Regions from separate parts of the Ovis aries genome. Here region 1 is linked to region 2. A link is a contact called in public Hi-C data. All regions are on one chromosome and are shown on one strand. The core of a region is the stretch at or near the end of the contact, and the rest is flanking DNA. Distances in the headings are between cores, read along the strand shown.

Region 1 (4,329 bases), core at 1,632-4,131, 98 kb before region 2:
CGATTCATGGGGTCGCAAAGAGTCGGACACAACTCAGCGACTGAACTAACTGACTAACTGATGCAAACTATTATACAGAGAATGGATAAAAAACAAGGTCCTATTATATAGCACAGAGAACTATATTCAATATCCTGTGATAAGCCATAATGGAAAACAATATGAAAAAAATATATATATACGCATAAGTATATGTAAACCACTTTGCTGTACAATAGGAATTAACACAACGGTGTGAATCAACTATACTTCAAATAAATACATCCTGAAAAAAAGGTTCACTGTTCCTTTTCATTCAACCCAAGTCAGTACCATTTAACTTAGTTCATAAGAAGAGGTGGCAAGAATACATGGAAGAACTGTACAAAATAGATCTTCACGACCCAGATAATCATGATGATGTGATCACTCATCTAGAGCCAGACATCTTGGAAAGTAAAGTCAAGTGGGCCTTAGGAAGCATCACTACAAACAAAGCTAGTGGAGATGATGGAATTCCAGTTGAGCTGTTTCAAATCCTGAAAGATGATGCTGTGAAAGTGCTGCACTCAATATGCCAGCAAATTTGGAAAACTCAGCAGTGGCCACAGGACTGGAAAAGGTCAGTTTTCATTCCAATCACAAAGAAAGGCAATGCCAAAGAATGCTCAAACTACCACACAATTGCACTCATCTCACATGCTAGTAAAGTAATGCTCAAAATTCTCCAAGCCAGGCTTCAGCAATACGTGAACCGTGAACTCCCTGATATACAAGCTGGTTTTAGAAAAGGCAGAGGAACCAGAGATCAAATTGCCAACATCCCCTGGATCATGGAAAAAGCAGGAGAGTTCCAGAAAACATCTATTTCTGCTTGATTGACTATGCCAAAGCCTTGGACTGTGTGGATCACAATAAACTGTGGAAAATTCTTCAAGAGATGGGAATACCAGACCACCTAACCTGCCCCTTGAGAAATCTGTATGCAGGTCAGGAAGCAACAGTTAGAACTGGACATGGAACAACAGACTGGTTCCAAATAGGAAAAGGAGTACGTCAAGGCTGCATATTGTCACCCTGCTTATTTAACTTCTATGCAGAGTACATCATGAGAAACGCTGGACTGGAAGAAGCACAAGCTGGAATCAAGATTGCTGGGAGAAATATCAATAACCTCAGATATGCAGATGATACCACCCTTATGGCAGAAAGTGAAGAGGAGCTAAAAAGCCTCTTGATGAAAGTGAAAGAGGAGAGCGAAAAAGTTGGCTTAAAGCTCACCATTCAGAAAACGAAGATCATGGCATCCGGTCCCATCACTTCATGGCAAATAGATGGGGAAACAGTGGAAACAGTGTCAGACTTTATTTTTGGTCTCCAAAATCACTGCAGATGGTGACTGCAGCCATGAAATTAAAAGACGCTTACTCCTTGGAAGAAAAGTTATGACCAACCTAGATAGCATATTCACAAGCAGAGACATTACTTTGCCAACTAAGGTCCGTCTAGTCAGGGCTGTGGTTTTTCCCGTGGTCATGTATGGATGTGAGAGTAGGACTGTGAAGAAGGCTGAGCGCCGAAGAATTGATGCTTCTGAACTGTGGTGTTGGAGAAGACTGTTGAGAGTCCCTTGGACTGCAAGGAGATCCAACCAGTCCATTCTGAAGGAGATCAGCCCTGGGATTTCTTTGGAAGGACTGATGCTGAAGCTGAAACTCCAGTACTTTGGCCACCTCATGCGAAGAGTTGACTCATTGGAAAAGACTCGGATGCTGGGAGGGATTGGGGGCAGGAGGAAAAGGGGACGAGAGAGCATGAGATGGCTGGATGGCATCACTGACTCGATGGTCGTGAGTCTGAGTGAACTCCGGGAGATGGTGATGGACAGGGAGGCCTGGCGTGCTGCGATTCATGGGGTCGCAAAGAGTTGGACACAACTGAGCAACTGAACTGAACTGAACTGAACTGAATGTACTTAGTCGCTCAGTCACGTCCAACTGTTTGCAACCCCATGGACTATAGCCTGCCAGGTTCGTCTGTCCATGGAATTCTCCAGGCAAGAATATTGGAGTGGGCTGCTATTGCCTTCTCCAGAGGATCTTTCTGACCCAGGGATTGGACGCAGGTCTCCTGCATTGCAGGTGGATTCTTTTACCATCTGAGTCACCAGGGAAGCCACCAACTATAATAGCAGGGGGGCGGGGGCGGGAATAGCTAACAAAGACACAGAGAATGGGCTGGTTTACAGAGTTTAAGATTTTCCCTCCCTATTTCCTCTTCTCTTATTCTTCATTTTTCATTTAATAAATGTGTTGAGCACTACTGTGCTGGTCAGTGGGAAGTAAAAAATGACGAAAAGGCTTGACTTTCTTCTGCTAACTTACTTACAGTAGAGGCAAGCAGTGGCTTGACTGCAGCAACTTATAGCACACAAAAACCTAGAGCAATTTTCTAGCTTAAATCCCAAGTATGAAAGTGGAAATGTTAGTCACTCAGTCCTGTCTGAGTCTTTGCGACCCCAGGCTGCCAGGCTCCTCTGTCCATGGGATTCTCTAGGCAAGAATACTGGAGTGGGATGCCATTTCCTTCTCCAGGGGATCTGCCCCACCCAGGGATTGAGCCCAGGTCTCCCTCAATGCAGGCAGACTCTTTACCATCTGAGCCACCACAGAAGCCCCAATCCCAAGTATGGCAAGTCTCATTTCAGCTCATTTCAGTCTAAGCCCTTCTTTGCTGCTGCAGCTAAGTCGCCTCAGTCGTGTCCGACCCTGTGCGACCACATAGACATCAGCCCACCAGGTGCCTCTGTCCCTGGGATTCTCCAGGCAAGAACACTGGAGTGGGTTGCCATTTCCTTCTCCAAGCCCTTCTTTGAGCCTCTTGGTCTAACATTTTCCCGTGACATTCGCGCGGCAGCTCAGCAATGCACTTGCATTACTCTTAACCGCCACCAGGTGGCGTCTAATGCCGGAGCCTACAGATGAATTTTTCAACTTTTTATTTTAAAATAATTTTGTAAAAAAATAATAATAATAATAATTTTGTAAATTGTATTTTAAAAGAACTTTTGGTGAAGTCAATTTTTTCCACTATAAAAATGTACCTCAGGACTTCCCTGGTGGTCCAGTGGTTAAGAATCCACCTTGCAACGCAAGAGACACGGATTCAGTTCCTGATGCAGGAAGATCCCACATGCTGCGTGTGGAGCAAATAAGCCCATGTGCCACAACTACAAAGCTGGTGCTCTAGACCCCTGGAAACCTAACTACTGAGCCCGGGAGTCACAACTACGCAGCCCCTATGCCCACTCAGCCTGTGCTCCGCAGCAAGCAAAGCCACTGCAAAGACAAGCCGGAGCACTGTAATGAAGAGTAGCCCTCACTCGCCACAATTAGAGAAAAAGGCCACACAACAGTGAACACCCAGCACAGCCACAGATTAATAATAAATAATAAATCTTTTTAAAACCATGTGCCTTTAAGGGACTTCTCTGCTGGTCCACTGGTTAAGACTCCATGCCCTCAACGCGGGGGGCCTGGGTTTGATCCCTGGTCAGGGTACTTAGATCCCACATGCTGCAACTAAGACCCTGTACAGTGAAATAAATAAATGAATATTCTTCTAAAAAATGTGCCTTTAAAATAAAATGTAAAGTGTTTAATCATTTACTAACCACTAGATTTTATGTAATCACAACAGACGTTTGTATCCTGCCCTCAAATTTGCAAAGGGTGTTCACATTATTTCTTTTGATGTTTCCAATAGTTCTTTGAAGCCAGTTTGGCAGGTGTTTTTATTTGTTGCACGTTACAGATGGCCACACTTTATATAACCAAGGTCACACAGGTACTAAGCAGTAGAACAGGGGTCTAAGACCTAGTGCTCTGGTTTAATTTCCAAGCAACCTGTTTAATGCTGTGCAGTAAGGGCCTGAACAGAGAACAACGTTAGGTACAGTTCCTGTAAATCACTGAACTAAAGCCCTGGAATTATAAAGATTTACTCAATTATCACACTCCTTATCGCTTTTAGGAAACTACTGAAGTTATGTTAGCATTTAGCACTGAATCATATAGCACCCCACCTGTACACTCTGCAGTTTAGATGAGGTGTCGACTGCTACTATAACCTTTAGTTTCTCTCTCAGTTCAGTACAGCTGATCAGTGAACACCATAGATTTGAACTGCCTGGGGCACTTAACCTCAGATTTTTCCCAACAGTAAATACTGGAGTACTACAAAATCTCAGGTTGGTTAAATCTGTGGATATGGAATCGTAGACACAGAGGAATCACGTATAAGGAAGGCTGACTATAAATTATCCAGCGATTTTCCACTATAGGGAGTATT
Region 2 (4,993 bases), core at 806-3,305:
GCAACCCTTTCCATATCTGAGTATCTCTTGGGGAAGTCCCATTTTATAATCAAATGAACTCTGGTAGTGTTTACCTTTGCACTGTTGATCTCAGGTTTAGTAAGGGATCATACTTTGTCCTAAAAGATGAGAAGAGGAAAAGCACAAACTTGGGCTTTTTTTGCCCCTCATTACTGTTAGCTCTTGAGAGTCCCTTGGACTGCAAGGAGATCCAACCAGTCCATTCTGAAGGAGAGCAACCCTGGAATTTCTTTGGAGGGAATGATGCTGAAGCTGAAACTCCAGTACTTTGGCCACCTCATGCGAAGAGTTGGCTCATTGGAAAAGACTCTGATGCTGGGAGGGATTGGGGGCAGGATGAGAAGGGGACGACGGAGGATGAGATGGCTGGATGGCATCACTGACTCGATGGATGTGAGTCTGAGTGAACTCCAGGAGTTGGTGATGGACAGGGAGGCCTGGTGTGCTGCGATTCATGGGGTCTCAAAGAGTCAGACACGACTGAGCGACTGAACTGAACTGAGCTGAACTGTTAGCTACTGAGTTTAATGTTTGATGGCTGTTGTTCAGACCACAAAACTTATTATTTGGAGAGAAGGGAGGAATAGGATGTTTTTCCTACTAGCCCAAATGAACCAGAAGTGAGCATCTGTTTTAGTCACTTTCTTTTCCTGGTAAAGGTCAAGCTGAGAAGGATGCTTGCTGATGTTACGTACGTGCTTATAGATACAGCAGATGGGAGGTTCTGGTGGTAAAGCTCTAGCTATGGTTTTAGGGAGGATGTCAGAGCCTCTGAGATCTCTTGGGTTTTTTTGGCTGTTGGGGCAAATATAGCCTCACCTTCCATAGAAAAGAAGACGTGTGTGTGTGTGTGTGTGTGTGTGTGTGTGTGTGTGTGTTTCTGTTAAAGATTCTGCAAAAAAATTTCCTGGGAACTGGGGTTAATTTCAAAAACCCATACTAATAAACCATAGAGATTATGGGAGTATAAGAGGTTACTCTCTTCTTGATTATCTGTCGGATGATAACCTCTAATTGGGGGAAAGTGTTCTTTCCATTTTTAGTTGGCAGGTATATACCAAGTAGTTAATGTAGCCATACATTTTTTCCAACTAAAGGAAAAAATTAAGATGCATGTCCTTAAGACACTGAAGTGGCACGTTAGTGTATGGCAGTAACACAGCAGAGAGATTCTTATGAATAATTCTGCAGTGAATGACTTTTTGTGCTTTAAAAACATATACACAGTTTAAAGGACGTTAAAGGATGCGTCATAATTTAGTCACTGTTGTTCCTGTTGTCATCTTTCACTTAACTCTCCACTGGGGATCTAATTGAAAGTGCAAATCTGAAAATTCGGCTTTGTTTTTCCTTCTCTGTTCTATAAAGCAAAGCTGTCGCCTCTACAACGTCTTCTAAATGTCTCATCTTGGGGCGTCTGGGCCTGCAATACAGTAAACTCTTGGAGGGTGGAGAATACTTCTTTGATTCCCCTTCTGAACAATAGTCAGGGACCCAGTGTTTTCTGAAGTTGTGTTTGAATGGATTATGTAGTAATTTCACCATTAAAGCACTTCCCCCAAGAATATATTAATAAGAACAGTTCTACCTGTTTGTGAAAAGTGATTCTTGAAACTTTGAGATTTCTGAACATTTTATAGTGAATGCTTAAATGACTTAGTTACATGTGTGCATGCGTGCCAAGTCACTTCAATCATGTCCAACTCTTAGCGACCCCATGGAAGGCAGCCCACCAGGCTCCCCGTCCCTGGGATTCTCCAGGCAAGAACACTGGAGTGGGTTGCCATTTCCTTCTCCAATGCATGAAAGTGAAAAGTGAAAGTGAAGTCACTCAGTCGTGTCCGACTCTTAGCGACCCCATGGACTGCAGCCTACCAGGCTCCTCTGTCCATGGGATTTTCCAGGCAAGAGTACTGGAGTGGGGTGCCGTTGCCTTCTCCAGGGGGTCTCCCTGAGCCAGGCATTGAACCCATATCTGCTATATCTCCTGCGTTGGCAGGCAGGTTCTTTACTACTAGCGCCACCTGTTGGAAACCTGTATGTATGGATTTCTCTTTTTCGCCTCCTGCCCGATGCCTCCCCTGCCCTCCCACTCCCTATGGTCTCCTCCTCTCCAGGGCTCCTATCTGGGGACCCATCGCAGACCTCTCCAAGCCACGTGCTGTAATCCCGAGGTTTCAACCAACACCTCTCAGCCTAATGTCCCTGCAGCTGCATCTCTCGAGCCTTTGACCACTTAGCCTCTTTTGGCCCCGTGGTCCCAGCTCAGTAAGCATCGACATGTTGAAAAGTGATCAGTTTCTCTCCCTGCAGAACTGATGTCTTTCATAGTTTTTTTTTTTTTTTTTTTTGGTCAGTAGAAGGGAGCATCTTCTGAGACTATTGGTGTTCTCCTCTAAGACCACCTCCTCTCCCCGATGCTGTTGTTCTCCACACCGCTCTAACCCTTAGTGTGTACAATCCGTTCCTCTCTCTGGCCACTCACTGGAATTCCCTGGGAGCATTGACAAAGTTGATGGCACAGCCCCAGGCCAGTCGAGTTGTCAGTATGTTTCAAAATGCTGGGAAATTGTAATGTGAAGTGGTGTTGGGACCACGGGTGTAGAGGGTCAATAAATATTTGTTAACTGATTAAATAGTAATTTTATGTACATCATCAGTTCAGTTCAGTTCAGTCGCTCAGTCCTGTCCAACTCTTTGTGACCCTATGAATCGCAGCACGCCAGGCCTCCTTGTCCATCACCAACTCCTGGAGTTCACCCAAACTCATGTCCATTGAGTCAGTGATGCCATCCAGCCATCTCATCCTCTGTTGTCCCCTTCTCCTCCTTCCCCCATTCCTTCCCAGCATCAGGGTCTTTTCCAATGGGTCAACTCTTCGCATGAGGTAGCCAAAGTGTTTAGAGTTTCAGCTTCAGCATTAGTCCTTCCAATGAACACCCAGGACTGATCTCCTTTAGGATGAACTAGTTGGATCTCCTTGCAGTCCAAGGGACTCTCAAGAGTCTTCTCCAACACCACAGTTCAAAAGCATCAATTCTTTTTCAGCTTTCTTCAGCTTTCTTAACAGTCCAACTCTCACATCCATACATGACCACTGGAAAAACCATAGCCTTGACTAGGCAGACCTTTGTTGGCAAAGTAATGTCTCTGCTTTTTAACATGCTATCTAGGTTGATCATAACTTTCCTTCCAAGGAGTAAGCGTCTTTTAATTTCATGGCTGCAGTCACCATCTGCAGTGATTTTGGAGCCCCCAAAAATAAAGTCTGACACTGTTTCCACTGTTTCCCCATCTATGTCCCATGAAGTGATGGGACCGGATGCCATGATCTTCGTTTTCTGAATATTGAGCTTTAAGCCAACTTTTTCGCTCTCCTCTTTCACTTTCATCAAGAGGCTTTTTAGTCTTTCACTTTCTGCCATAAGGGTGGTGTCATCTGCATATATCATAAACATGGGTTAATGTTTTGGTGCTGGGTGATATTCATTAGAATACTGGCCTTGATAGCACTTTTCAAATCATCCTCGTGCTCATATACAGTAAAGCACAGTCTTGACAGCACTCTGCCACATGAAAGTGAAAGTGTTAGTCTCTCAGTCCTGTCCAACTCTTTGCACCCCCATGAACTGTAGCCCATCAGACTCCTCTGCCCATGGAATTCTCCAGGCAAGAATACTGGAATGGGTTCCATTTCCTTCTTCAGGGGGTCTTTCCAACCCAGGATCAAACCTTGGTCTCCTGCATTGCAGGCTGATTCTTGACCATCTGAGTCACTGGGAAGCCCAGACAGAAAAATAAATTGGGAGGTAAGGGGAAGATTTCTTTCCAAAGGGACATTGTCCTAAACTTTTTAAAAGAAGAAATATACATATATGATACTCCTTCAATTGTATATTGTTGGTAAGTTTTGGAAGGATTTCTAAAATCTTCTACTCACTCCCTACTCCATGAATATAATTTGTTTGACCATGTTTATGAAAGCATTGAAATACTATTTTCTCATTCCTATAAATGGATAGATTCTACTTTCTATTCATTATGAAGTCAAGTTTGACAGAACTGGTTGAAGTTTAACCCTTCAGGGAAATAAATCTGATCTAGAAGACAAAATTTAAGGATGACAGGCTGTGCAGTTGTAACACTGGAAGCAGGCAGGGGAGAGCCAGATCATTTGCAAAGCTGGGATCAGGGACCAGCCTCGCTGCTAATTTAGCCTGTTAGAGTGAGAATTTATGAGCAGAATGTTCCAGTCTCATGGTCAGTGAGGGCACTGTGAGGAAGCCTTTTTTTTTTTTTTTTTTACCCTCATTGATTTGGTTCAAAGTTGGGCCTGTTTTTTTTCTGACAGAGAGAAGGAGATAATGCCTGCCCCATAAGCCTGATAAATTTGTCACATGGATCCTGTGAGATAAGGAGTGCAGTAGTGGTGTGAAGAACTGGCAAGCATCACGTGGAAGGGGGGAGAGATAGAAGAAGTGGGGAGGGGTAGGAGAAGGGGGAGGAGTAAGAGAAGAGGGGAGGAGGGAGGAGAAGCAGGGAGGGGGAGGGATAAGCGGAAGGAGAGGGAGGAGATGTCGAGGAGGAGGGAAGGGGTTGGGAGCAAGATGATGCTGGTAACAGGGCTTCAAGGAACAGTTCCAGCAAATTCCTAAAGGGATTTCTCGGATGCATTTGAAATGAGGCACTTCCAGACAGCATGTCTTGGGTTCTTCTCACTGAGTCAGAGGTGAAGGATGAGATGTTTTCATGTGAAACTAATAACGACATTAGTAAGGCCAGAAGTTGAAAGGAATTCTGCTTGCAACTTGGGAGCTTCCCTGCGGAAGGTTGCCAAGGTCTGGGGGCCAAGAGAGCACTCATCTCTGACAGGAACCGTGGAAAGATCTAAGTGAAAAATGGAATAGCTTTCAGAAACCTTCGGAACCTAAGGGGCTGCATTGAGCATACTTCTCTTTGAATGGAAATAGAT

What was found. Hi-C and Micro-C count contacts between places; a contact is called where the count stands out from the background.
Region 1: a Hi-C map of liver shows a contact between it and region 2, with 6 times the contacts expected there. The contact joins two enhancer-like sites. A contact is called at or near these places in 6 of 16 Hi-C or Micro-C datasets (blood, liver and mixed tissues).

What each region holds. Positions count from the first base shown.
Region 1 is chr2:140,982,758-140,987,086 of ARS-UI_Ramb_v3.0, reverse strand. No RefSeq gene overlaps it. Among named protein-coding and RNA genes, the nearest start is that of CERS6, 30 kb to the right of the region's middle. Within about 2 kb of position 2,881, at least 1 of the 54 cell types and tissues checked has an H3K27ac peak or open chromatin away from gene starts, as enhancers often do. A contact at or near this core is called in liver, where this site is marked.
Region 2 is chr2:140,882,908-140,887,900 of ARS-UI_Ramb_v3.0, reverse strand. The region is part of intron 1 of CERS6 (ceramide synthase 6); the gene reads left to right. Among named protein-coding and RNA genes, the nearest start is that of CERS6, 69 kb to the left of the region's middle. Within about 2 kb of position 2,055, at least 2 of the 54 cell types and tissues checked have an H3K27ac peak or open chromatin away from gene starts, as enhancers often do. A contact at or near this core is called in liver, where this site is marked.